3 separate regions of the Sus scrofa genome follow, and all the other regions are linked to region 3. Evidence: chromatin contacts called from public Hi-C and HiChIP or PLAC-seq data. All regions are on one chromosome and are shown on one strand. The core of a region is the stretch at or near the end of the contact, and the rest is flanking DNA. Distances in the headings are between cores, read along the strand shown.

Region 1 (4,235 bases), core at 112-2,611, 230 kb before region 3:
TGAGGTTAGGAGAGGTTAAGTAATCTCCCAAGGTCAAACAACCCCTAATAAACTGATGGAGATAAACAGAATCAGAGGCTGCCTGCAAAGCCTGCATTGTCAACTGTTAATATCAGGGAATAACAAAACGCTTATCAAGGAGACAGTGTTTAGTAAATGATAACTGATATAATTATAAAAAAGTGGAAAAATTAGCAATTGATTCATCACCTAAAGACACCAGCCATTTTTAATTTTTGGCATATTTCCTTCCAAATACTTCAAACATACTAAAAATTCAGAAGAAAATAGACATCAGCCTTCCACTTTTTTTTTTCCTTTTTGTCTTTTTAGGGCTGTGTCTGCAGCATTTGAGGTTCCCAGGCTAGGGGGTCGAATAGGAGCTGTAACATCCTGCCTACGCCAGAGCCGTGTCTGTGACCTACACCACAGCTCATGGCAACACTGGATCCTTAACCCACTGAGTGAGGCCAGGGATAGAGCCTGAGTCCTCATAGATGCTAGTCGGGTTTGTTAACTGCTGAGCCACAACAGGAACTCTTTTTTTTTTTTTTTTTTTTTAAGACACAAAATTTCATAGATTAGGTGGCTGTATCACCCTTACCCTGAGGTCTTTTTTCCCCTATGCATTATTTTTCTTTAGATTATTAGAGTCACAACACATCATTTTCCATCTTAAAAAAAAAATCTGTCTTGAGCATTTCCCCAGCATATCAAATATGCTACAAGATTACTTGGGCCACATATATCGTACTGCATACTGTATGGCTGAAACACGATTTATCAATTTTCCATTGTTGGGTATGTAGGCTATCTCCCAGCAAAATTATCATTACACGTTGATCTTTCGTCAAGCATCTGATGATTCCATTTGGGCAAATTCTTAGAAAGGCCAGATCAGAGACTGTCAAGAAGTCTCTTCATAATTTTCTGACAAATAGTGAAGAATGGGAACAGGGAGAAGGGAGTCTGAGATTTTTTTTCACCTTTTAGAACGTTTTATTCCATTATAACACACATACAGAAATGTGCACATAAGCTACAGCCCACCGAATTTTCAGAAGCACCACCTACTCGGCGTCCAGATCCTGAAAGAGAGCATGTCCAGCAGCCCAAGGCCACCTCGCCCCTTGCCATCGCTACTATCCAAGGGGTGGGATTTTAACGCTGCAAATGCCTACGAATCCGATTACATCTTTGGATTAATACTTGGATATACCCTAGACCACGAAAACGTGAGCTAAATCCGTCTGCAAACGTTTGACAGCCTGAGGTCGGACCAAGAGCGCAGAGACGGGTCGGGAAGACGAGCCAGCAACGCCCCCGGCCCCACGGGGGTCCTCCAGGATCCCGGCATGCAGCGCGGCGATCCCGGCGTGCACCGCGGTCCGCGGAGTCGGTTTCCGGGCGCTTTGCTCGGGCGGCGAGAGCAGCGGATGGGCGGTGAGGGTCTGTGTCCGGCCGAAGGCGACGAGGCGGGGACGACATGGAAGTGTAAGCCGCCCGGGGCGCGTCGTCGGCTCAAGGGCGACGCTCAGAGCTGGGGACGGCTAATTCCTGGGAGCCGGGAGATGTGGGCCGGGGGCGATTCCTCGTCCGGGCGGGCGGGGAGGGCGGCGGGCCAGGAGGCTAGGAAGGGACTCTCCCTCCGGCCTTCTGAACCTTCGCCCCCTCTCCCACCGCGTGCTCAGGACGTGGGGCGAGGGCCACTTGGCCCGGCTGCCTTTAGGGGTGCCAGGTGTCTGTTCCCTCCCTCACGCACTCAACAGCGTCGCCAGGTCGCGGTGGGGAGCTGGGTATGAGAGCAGGGACTTATTAAACCCTGGGTCCGGCCTGGAAGTACCTGGAGGAGAGGTGGGGAAATGCTGGAGTAGAGTTTTGCTTAGGAGCAGTGGGCTTCTGGGGAGCCCGGATTCAGAGGAGGTGCTCTGCAAAGTAGTTAAGAAGCAGGTAGCCGTGTGGGGTTGGGGTGGGGGGCTAGGAGTAGAAGCCATTCTAACAATTGTAACTCCACATCGGCTTTTCCATGTTTGCTCCTTGTACTGCGTGCAGAGGGAAGTTTTTGCAGCTACTTTGTATGTGGATTTTTATACCTATGTTGCGTTCTCTTTGGCAACATGTTTATGTTTTGTTTGCTCTTTAGGGCCACAGGTGTGGCTTATGGAAGTTATCAGGCTAGAGACCAGGGATCAAACCCACATCCTCATGGATACTTCTCGTGTTCATTGCAGCTGAGCTAGGACAGGAACTCTGATTGTTTAATCCTGACATTTTCCTTTATGTTCTTTTACTTCATGTTTCACGTTTATATGTACTGTTTTGCAGACTTAAACACACACACACACACGCAGTTGGAGTTCCCGTCGTGGCGCTCGTTAAAGAATCCGACTAGGAACCATAAGATTGCGGGTTCGATCCCTGGCCTTGCTCAGTGGGTTAAGTATCCGGCATTGCCGTGAGCTGTGGTGTACGTTGCAGACGCGGCTCAGATCCCTCATTGCTGTGGCTCTGGCATAGGCCGGTGGCTACAGCTCCGATTCAACCTCTAGCCTGGGAACCTCCATGTGCAGTGAGAGCAGCCCAAGAAATGCCAAAAAGACAAAAAAAACCCAAAAAAACCCAAAAAACCACAATACGTATATGTATCTGAAGTGAAAGCTTCCTGAGACAGTGTTGTATACAGTAACTCTAGTAGTCTCTTCTATTAAAATAGAATGTTGACTCCTTAAATTGATTTTGCCATCCTCTATCTTAGGTTTGTTTATGCTGAGCCACCATGGGAACTCCACTTTCTATTCATTGATTTTTTTTTTTTTTTTTTTTTTATGGCCGAGGAAGTTGATGTTGTGGCTCAGTGGTTAATGAATCCGACTAGGAACCTTGAGGTTATGGGTTCAATCCCTGGCCTAACTCAGTGGGTTAGGGATCCGGTGTTGCCATGAACTGTGGTGTAGGTGGCAGACTTGGCTCCGATCCTGAGTTGCTGGGACTCTGGCCTAGGCTGGTGGCTACATCTCTGATTAGACCCCTAGCCTGGGAACCTCCACATGCTGTGGGTGCAGCCCTAGAAAAGACAAAAACACAGAAAAATTTTTATGGCTTCATGTCATTTGTAAGTTCCTGCCCCAGGAATTGAACCCAAGCCATAGCTGTGACCTGTGCCACAGCTGCAGCAACACTGAATCCTTTATTTTATTTAATTTATTTTATTACTTTTTTGTCTTTTCTAGGGCTGCTTCCCACGGCATGTGGAGGTTCCCAGGCTAGGGGTCTAATCGGAGCTGTAGCCGCTGGCCTACACCACAGCCACAGCAACACAGGATCTGAGCCTCATCTGCAACCTACACCACAGCTCACGGCAATGCTGGATCCTTAACCCACTAAGCAAGGCCAGGGATCGAACCCACAACCTCATGGTTCCTAGTCGGATTCGTTAACCACTGAGCCACGATGGGAACTCCAATGCTGCTGGATCCTTTAACCCGCTGCTCTTGGCCAGAGATTGAACCTTCACCTCTGTGGAAACCCAAGCTACTGCAGTTGAATACTTAACCCACTGTAGCACAGTGGGAACTCCTTCTGTTCATTCTTTTATTTTAATTTTTTTGGCCTCACCTGTGGCACATGGAGGTTCCAGTACCAGGAATCGAACCTGCACCACAGCAGCAAGCCACAGCAGTTGCAATGCTGGGTCCTTAATAACACCCTGTGCCACAGAGGGAACTCCCATTCTTTTACTCTTGAACTTAATATACATAGGGAGAATGGACTCTTCTCTATAATCTGTTTGAGATAATATCAGAATTTCCTTCATTTTATAGCTGGAAATACTGAGATTTAGAGAAGTTAGCTAAGAGGTCCTTAAGCAATTCAGTAACAGGACAGAAAAGAAGGTAATTTGTTTGCTAGCTCCTAAGACAGTGCTGCAGTTTAAATTGTTCATTGAGGGACTTCCCATTGTGGGACAGCAGAAATGAATCTGACTAGTATCTACGAGGATGCAGGTTCCATCCCTGGCCTTGCTCAGGGGGTTGGGGATCCGGCGTTGCCATGATCTGTGGTGTAGGTCACAGATGTGGTTTGGATCTAGCGTTTCTGTGGCTGTGGGTTGCTGCTGTGGCTATAGCCGGCAGCTAGAGCTCCCATTTGACCCCTAGCCTGGGAACTTCCATGTGCTGTGGGTATGGCCCTAAAAAAAGGAAATAAATAAATAGTTCATTGACTTGGAAGCCTGC
Region 2 (4,136 bases), core at 592-3,091, 200 kb before region 3:
CCGGGAACATTTGACAGGTCCAAACTGGTTGCCATCCCTGCTGCTGACGCCCTAGTTCACAGCTTTTGTTTTCTCTCACCTGGAAGTGCTTCCATTTCACAGGTTTTCCACCCCAGCAAGGTGTTCAGTCCTTTCCTTGGTTGCTCTTCTGTGTCTACAAAGTAACATGCAGCCTCTCGGGAGTCATGGCCCTTAGTGGTGGTGTTCCATGTGACTCATTCAACCTTGTGTTCCACAGCCTTTCTAGCAGCCATTTCCTAAAACTCCATGAATTTTTAGTTCTTCTGGGAGTTTACTTGTGCTGTTTGTGCCCTGACTGCCCATTTCTCTCATCCTTTTCCCCTAGAAAATCCTTAAAGGGCCCAGTGCAAGAGGGCCCTTTATGATGCCTTCCTCTTTTAGCCTAGAGTAAATGTTTGGGGGATTATGAGGAGTTGAACTTAACTACAGCTGCCTTAGTAGTGACTGCTGTTTGTGGAGAAATGACAGGGTCAGTCGTCACTGTGCACACTGTGAATACGAGAAGCATGTGGCTGGAGGATTCGAGCTTTGATGGCAAGCGTCCCAGCGCCGCCATTTACTAGCTGTGTAGCCTTGGGCACATTATTTATTTACCACCTCAGCATCAAGTCTGAGGTAAGTGTGCCTGCCATATGAAAAGTAAGTAACAAGTGGTAGCTGCCACCACTATAAATGGCAAGATTTTCATCCTTCATAACCTCCTTGTAAGATAGCTAAGTCATTCGTGTTTGGCAGGTGATGAAACCAAGGCTTAGGGAGACGTGGGGACCTGGCACTGCTTCCCTGGACCTGGCGATGGGAATGGTGGTTTATTCTTCTCTTTATTCCAGAATATGTTTAAGCTCACTAAATATTGAATTGATTTGAAAGGTGAATTATCACCTGCTCAGGGGTGAGTCTTTCTTTCAAGTCCTGTCGTCTTTGAGAATCCACACATCTCAACCTCCCTTTCAGCAGTGAGCTGTATATTGTCTTGTGACGGACAATAATTAGTATCTTCAACTGTTACTTAAATCTTTTGGGGAGTTCCCTTCATGGCTCAGTGGTTAATGAACCCGACTAGAATCCATGAGGATGTGGGTTCTATCCCTGGCCTGGCTCAGGGTTAAGGATTCAGCATTGCCCAGCTTAGGAACTTCCAATATACCACAGGTGCAGTCCTAAAGAGCAAAAAAAAAAAAAAATTTTTGTTAAAGTTTGCTTGTATTTGTCTTCTTTCCCCAACTGGATTGTAAACTCCTTGAGGACATAAGACTTTGTCTTATACTACTGTGTATTAACTCCCATCCCCTTAAGAGTCTTTGTTTTTGTTTAGTAAGATAACAGGTCAGGTCAAATCTGAGTAACATTTAATCTTAATCTCAAGAAAGAATTCTAAGCGATGACCAACCAAGATTATTTTGTTTATCTTTACTTTCTATTATTTGGATTAAGAAAGCATTATTTTATTTATTTCCAAATAAAATTTATTAAAAAACCCTGTGCTTTCTGCTGCATTTCTTACAGTCCAAGCCTCTGTATCCTTAGCCTCTGTGCCAGTACACATTTGTGTCCTTGAGTAAGAGTCACTGACATAGGACTCTCCTGCTCCCATTCTTTCATTTTACGACTGAAGAAACTGAGGGCCACCTTCCAAGTTGTTCTTCCATGTGTTATCTGACCAAGTGTTCTCTAAATGGCTTGGTCAGGACTTGAGATCCTTAGGGGTATGAGAGTTTTAAATGCTCTGTGCTTTTCTTTTGACAGAGCTGAAAAGCTTCAGCTGCTGAATCACAGACCTATGACTGCTGTTGAGATCCAGCTGGTACGTGAAGGAGGCTTGAACTTGGGCGGGCTGGTTTCTGGGTCTCAGAGGGAGAAAGGGTCATAAGGGCTGAGCACAGAGCAGCCAGGAACAGCCATTACTTGAAAAGACTGCCAGACCTCCCGTTTTATAAGTGAAAGGAGACCTCACCAGTTTGATCCTAGTTAGTATGGACTTGGGGACAGGATGAGACTGGAGAAAATGGAATTCTTTTTGTAGAGTTTGGGGCTCTGACTTGGCAGCTCTTTGTCTCCCCAGTGTCCTAGGCCATTCCGTAGGAGTTCTTTATTGCCAGCCAGATGCTGCATGAAAACATTAGATTCAGCGTGACTCTGGTGGAGTTCTCTCCCCCACTCCCACCCTCCAACCCTTCCCATATCTTCTCTTGGTTAATGGAGCAGATGCGTACTTCCCCACATGCTCACCCTCTGGACCCAGTCTCCCAAGCTTGGGTCCCAGAGTTCAGTCCCTTCCTGTTCTCTCCCAGTGGGTCAATCCCAGGTTCTGCTGCTTCTGTTTCCTCTTGCCGTCTCTTTCTCCCTCCTGCATTGCATTGATTTCTGTCACCATTTCTCAGCTCGGCCCTTGGAGTTGTCCTCTCGCTGTCCTCCCTGCCTCCAGTCCAGCCCCCTCCTGTCCATCTTCTACGCCACAATCATAGTTTACTTTCTAAAACTGTACATTTGATGGTCTTGTTTCCCTGCATAAAACCATTCAGTGGAACCTCAGCACTTGCAAGGTCTAAACTGCAATCATAGCGTAAGGCTTTAGAACTGGGGAAGCCAGCATAGAAGGCAAAGATTGTATACGGAGAAAGTGAAAACGGGAACCGGCAGCACACACCAAGTGGTTGCTGTATTGGCATCTGCTGCCTGTGGCATTTTCATTGGTAAGCTACAAATATTAGGCAGGCCTTCCAACTACCAGTAAAAAACTTTGGCTGGAGAATTAAGATGGAGAATAAAGCAGTCTCCAAAGTCAGTTTTAGAAGTATTTAGCTTTGTCAAATTTCCTTCAGAAAAATGTGGAAGAAAATGGCCAAAAATACTCCTGATATTTAGAATTGCTAAAAAAAAAAAAAAAAGAAAGAAAGAAACCCCAAACCCTTAGAATTCCCATGTGGTTCAGCAGATTAAGTATCTGGCATTGTCACCACAGCGGCTCAGGTCGCTGCTGTGGCACAAGTTCATTCCCTGGCTCAGGAACTTCCACGTGCCATAGGTACAGCCAAAAACCAAAAACAACCTTTTTTGAAAGGGTTGTGTGGTATTTAATTTTTGACTAAAGCTTGTCTTCTCGTTGTTTCTGCTCTTCAAAATGCACCTAAAATTAAATTAGAAAAATTCCTTCCATAAAGGGTGCCTTCTGGGGGAACAGCCCTTTAGGCTAAATAGAGGTCGTTTTTTTTTTTATACCCTCATTATTCTGATGCTTTCAACTGTGTTGGAGATTGAGCTTAGAAAAGAGGAAAAAAAAAAAAACAAACAAAACAGCAAGAAACTAATCCCTGTCCCTCTGGGTTAAAGATCACATGTCGTGTCTCCTCCACCTTTAATCAGCAACATATGTTATGCGTGGCTTAATGACAGATGGAGAGAAGAGATGGGGAGGATTAGTGTCCCAGAGCCTGTAGAAAGCCTTCATTACTTGGTAAGATTAGCTGCTATTATGACTGCCTGCTGTGTGCCAGACTTGGTGCCAGGGGCTTTGTGTATGTCACCTGTGATGCCCTCGCCGTAATCTTGGCTAGCGAGTGGCCGAGTGGGTCTGATTCAGAAGCCTTGCTCTGTTTCTCCAGGCCGTGTGTTTTTGGCATGGCATCCCCTCAGACTCTGTACGCGCTTCTCCTTTCACAGGTAGGTAGGTGGGCCTTCAGAAAAACCACGTGTGTTGTTGTCCAGCAGTGGGACCATTTGGGGCCAGATTTTTTTTCCCAGCCTGGGATTTGGCTGCGAAGGGTAGCAAAGCATTTACCAAGGTTTGTGTGTCTCTTCTCATCAGAAAGGGATAAGAAATGAGGTTTTCGCTAGAGTAGAAAGCGCAGAGGACGTGAGAATTCATTCCCCTGCGTTAACCCGACAGCCATTATTCTCCCTGGATCCAAAAGTCATCCCAACATAGCAGTTGTCAGGGTTCAGTTCAGGAGGCTGAAGCTTCTCTCTCTCAGTTATGCCTCGGCTGTGGCCCGTTGTGGTCCTCACATCCACGGCTGGCTGCCGGCTGTGCGTGAGGAAGCTACCCAGCTGTGGGAGTGGCACCATGCCCTGCCACGCGTTCACTTGGGACCCGTGGCCTGAGGACAGGTCCGTGA
Region 3 (4,207 bases), core at 857-3,356:
AACTGTTTATATGTCTAAAGGTTCAAATCAAAATTAAAACCGAAAGAAGGTAATGGGGAAAAGAAGATGGAAGCTTTCGTTCCTGTTTTTCATTTCTTTTATTGTTTTAAATTATTCAATCCACATGCTGAATCAGCACTTTGGAAATCTGTTGCCATTCCGAAGTTCTCTTTTTTGGTGAGATGTGGAGAATAGAATCCATTTGGCTAATCTCAGGACTCAGTGCCTGTAGGAGTATTTTGTTGACTCCTGGAGGAAGAGTAATCCCAGCTGTAAGTGCCAGTGTTCTGAGAGCAGCCCCCACCTCTGCATGGGCACGAGCTACCCATTCCTCTCTCCAAGGTTCACTGACCCTGCTCTGCAGCCCTCCTGTGAACTGGCCTGGAAGTCAGTTCACTGCGGGGTGGGAATCGCTGCTGCCAGCCAAGTGCCCTGCTTTCCCAGAAAGCCTGCTGCAACCCCTTCCTGCTCTCTCAGCAAGTCTTCATTGCAGGCTGCTGCCCTTGGACTTCCCGCCCCCTTAATACACACCATATAAACAGAACCAACTGGGCAACTATATTCCTGAAGGAAATCCTCAGCCAAAATGGAAGATGAAAACTCCAACACATTCAGTAATGTAACACTGATTGTACCTGGATTTCCCTACCTCTTGAGCCTCTGGGGCTCCCGTTCCATTCTCTTTGGACAGCCTCGATTTAAACTGTCATCCTGATAAGCCCTTAGTTCTCTAGTTTCCTCATATGAATTTTTAAAGGAGGAGAGTCCCCCTGGCAGAGTGGACAAATGGAAGAGAACTGGTCCAGGTAACTCCTTATTGCATTACTTAATGGACCAATCCAGGAGCTGTTCAGACTTCCTGTTATAGAAGATAATCAAATTTTCCTATGATATAATCCACCTTTGATTGCAGTTTCTATTACAGCTGGAATCCTAATGATTCTAAGGATGGAAAGAAGAAACTTTGTTATGGATGTTGAGAAAGGCTGGAGCAGGTAGTTACAGATAAGAGATGGCCTCAGGCAGCCTTCTTTAGAGCAGCCCTACTCAAAACGTGGTTCAAGGACCTGCAGCACCCAGGGTTACCTGGGGAGTTCGTTAGGAATGCAAGTTCAAGGGCTTCACCCCAGATGGACCAAGTCAGATTCTCTGGAGTCGGACTGGGAATCTGCATTTTAGCAAGTTCCCCCCCCAGTGATTTTGATGCAACCAAGTTTGGAGAAAACACTCATGGAGGACACTCCTACAGTGGTTTTAATCCTCTAGGTCTCAGCTTCCTTTTCTGTCACAATGTGAGATGCAAATGAAGAACTGGGTGTAAAAATGGTTTGAAAGGGCTCAAACCTTGATTCCTAGGAGAGTCCCTGAGCTGATCCAACTATACCAGGGGTCACAGCATCCAAGGCTGTTGATAGACGTTGGATCAGGCTGGACTCTGCCTCAGCAGCCTGGGAGCGTCTCAAGAGAGGGCCTGTTTCCGTCTGTGTCTCCAGGTGCCAGTGGAAGAACTGACACATTGAGGGTGAGAGTCACTGTCATTCTCAATTGCCTCTAACTTGAGTTTTCTTTTTGGGTCAATCAGGAAAGACTGGAAACTCAGGTTTTGCCCTTGTGGCTAGAGAAGGGCCAGTCCCTGTTGCAGCGCTACCCTTCCTCTCCTACAACCTCAGTGACCTAAGTCGTGCCTCCTCCGTATCCTCCGGGAAGGGATGCCTAGGCTCTCCATTGCGGCGACCTGGTCCTCCCGGATTTGCCTGGCCTTTGACGCCCAAGGATGCACATCACGCGCTGCCCTGGAGACGTAGGAACGACTAAGTCGTGAGCCCTCTCTCCTCGCAAGTTTCTAGGTGTCGACCCCGATGCAGGAGCCACCCTCGGACCCAAGAAGGCCCGGCTTAGAGACGGTGGCCGCGTGCGCGCGCCCCACGCGCCGAGCGAGTGTTCGCGGGTGGGGAGGGCGCGCCCACTGTCCAGAGGGCCAATCAGAACGGGGCAGGCCAGCCAGCCCGGCTCCCAGTGGCCATTCAGGCACGGAGCGAAAGCTCTACTTGCTCTGAGATTGGGCGAGCTTCACGCCAATCAGGGGCGGAACTAGCGGCAGCTCGGCCAATAGTGGGAGGTGGCCGGGTCAGGCCGGTGGCCCTGCGGTCCGCCGGGTGGTCAGCGAGCCCGTTGGCGCTGAGGGAGCGGCCGCCCTCCAGCCCCACCGCGCTGAGCTCTCAGCCCCTCCGGCCCCGCCCACCGGCGCGCCGCGTCATGCCAGGCGCTGCTGGGTGCTAGTGCCTGGGCCACCACCCTCCCGCCCGCCCGAAGCCGCGCCCACTGCCCAGAGCCAGAGGGATGGTGGTAGTCACGGGGCGGGAGCCAGACAACCGTCGTCCGGACGGTGCCATGTCCAGCTCCGACGCCGAAGACGACTTTCTGGAGCCGGCCACCCCTACGGCCACGCAGGCTGGGCACGCACTGCCCCTGCTCCCGCAGGAGGTACCTGGAGGGGGTGGGGGCGCGAGAAGGGGTGCAGAGACAGGAGCCGGTGCCAGACAGAGCTGACCTTGGGATGTGAACAGCGCTGAGGCTGGGGAGGGGGTCAGGCCGAGGGCGGTGCCAGAAGCTGTGCTCCCCTGCCCATCCCACTCCCACCACCCACCGATCCCCCCCTCCCCACGCACCCTCTGTAAAACACGCCAGGTGTGTCTTCCTTGCTCTAGGCAGCACCTGGCCCTCCCATCCCCCTCCTTCCAGGATTCACTCCTTGCAAGCTTGGTACTCCCATCCCTATGGCCCACCCTTACCAACTGGAGGAGGGAAGGAAGGCCATGGGAAGGAGCCCTTGGAACCCCAAGGGATGATAGTGTCTTCCAGAGAATCCAAGAAGAGGCCTTAGTCATTGCCCAAAGCCAGTCTCCAGCTGCCCAGAGAGTGGGCTAAGGGGCAGTGTGCAGATAAGAAGCAGGCCAGTTCATAGCTGTGGCCACACTCACCTGACAACTCCATGGCTTCCCCTCCTAGCTGCTGTGCTGTGATGCATGGTGGCTTCCACTGGTCTTAATGCATGTGACATGATCATATGAACACCTGAAATGACCCTCAAGAGACGAGAAAAGAGGAGGGAAGGTGGGGCCCTGCTGGGCACTGAAGACAGAGACTGGGAGGTAGGGGTTAAGGTAGTGCCAGACATGGGAGCATGTGACGTGGGGAGTCCTGGGCAGATGGCCTGAGCCCCAGAGGGGCTGGGTGGGGCTGGGTGAGGCTCTTGGAAAACTGTAGTGTCCTCTTGGGGTTAGATACTCAAAGCATCATGGGACACTTGTGAAAATGGGCAAAACTCCAGAAGGACTGTTTGTAATTGAAAAAAAAAAAAAAAAGCCATTGGGGACACAGGGTCCAATGTTTCTGTGCATTGTCATTGGTGAAACAGTGTGATTTAAGGGAAGAAAGCTCAGGACCCAGAGACTATAGGCCACACTCCAGTGCTCGCTCTTTTACAGAGTTCATTGCTCCATGTGAGTAATAGAAGTATTATTACCCCCCCAATAATATTTGAGTCCTTGGTATGCACACAGAATAGTCTTGGAGGAGCTAGCTATAGAATAAGCAGAAGGCATTTCCAGTCCTCTGGGTGTGGAAGAGTAACGGTACCTACATTCAGAGAACTGTAAACGCCTGTCTGTTTCATTCATTCATTCACTGATCTAGTGCAAACTGGGGGGTTTTACTGTGAGCCAGGCACTGATCGAGGCCCCGGGGTAACTTTGATGTAGCGTTATTTTTATCCTTCTTTATTTCACAAAGGATTTGAAAGTTAGGAAGAAGGACTGTCTAGACAAATACACAGAGACTTTCATGGAGCCTGGGAGTTGTTGTACTATTGAAAAGTATGCACTGGGATAACATTGTAGTTAATGTGGAGGAGTTTTGGGGGGAAAATTAGAGAGAACCGGCCTCATTTCTTTCAAAACCACAAGCAGTGAAAGAAATTTTAAAAACTAAAAAAAAGTCCTGAGCCTTTTAGGGAGAACGGAGAGCTTCTCCGGGCAAATGCATACCATCGCTCCCTGCCCTTCACCCTCCCCTTGCCTCCTGACCCTTGGCTGGGCTGGGGACAGTTCTCACTCCGCAGATGAAGGAGGGAAGTGGAGAGGTGCAGAGGGCGAGGAGTGGATGGCTGGACTTATTCAGCAAACATCTATGAGCCCTGCTGCGGGTG

The links. Hi-C and Micro-C count contacts between places; a contact is called where the count stands out from the background. HiChIP or PLAC-seq counts read pairs in DNA pulled down with a chosen protein or histone mark.
Region 1: a contact with region 3 is called in an H3K27ac HiChIP or PLAC-seq map of alveolar macrophages. The contact joins the promoter of CRCP here to the promoter of KCTD7 in region 3. A contact is called at or near these places in 3 of 47 Hi-C or Micro-C datasets (embryonic fibroblasts, liver and omental adipose tissue) and 2 of 2 datasets of contacts at active chromatin or transcription factors (alveolar macrophages and skeletal muscle).
Region 2: a contact with region 3 is called in a Hi-C map of adipose tissue, with 3 times the contacts expected there. The contact joins the enhancer-like site here to the promoter of KCTD7 in region 3. A contact is called at or near these places in 1 of 5 promoter capture datasets (liver), 26 of 47 Hi-C or Micro-C datasets (adipocytes, adipose tissue, alveolar macrophages and 15 more) and 2 of 2 datasets of contacts at active chromatin or transcription factors (alveolar macrophages and skeletal muscle).

Annotation. Positions count from the first base shown.
Region 1 is chr3:16,619,043-16,623,277 of Sscrofa11.1, reverse strand. It overlaps CRCP (DNA-directed RNA polymerase III subunit RPC9), which reads left to right and starts at 1,361. Exons shown (of 7, transcript XR_002342338.1): 1 at 1,361-1,494.
Region 2 is chr3:16,589,431-16,593,566 of Sscrofa11.1, reverse strand. CRCP (DNA-directed RNA polymerase III subunit RPC9) reads left to right here. Exons shown (of 7, transcript XR_002342338.1): 5 at 1,768-1,825. It also overlaps the pseudogene LOC106509670. Among named protein-coding and RNA genes, the nearest start is that of CRCP, 30 kb to the left of the region's middle. Within about 2 kb of position 1,841, at least 9 of the 83 cell types and tissues checked have an H3K27ac peak or open chromatin away from gene starts, as enhancers often do. A contact at or near this core is called in adipose tissue and skeletal muscle, where this site is marked.
Region 3 is chr3:16,391,760-16,395,966 of Sscrofa11.1, reverse strand. KCTD7 (BTB/POZ domain-containing protein KCTD7) reads left to right here and starts at 2,106. Exons shown (of 4, transcript XM_003354517.4): 1 at 2,106-2,484. The coding sequence starts at 2,341.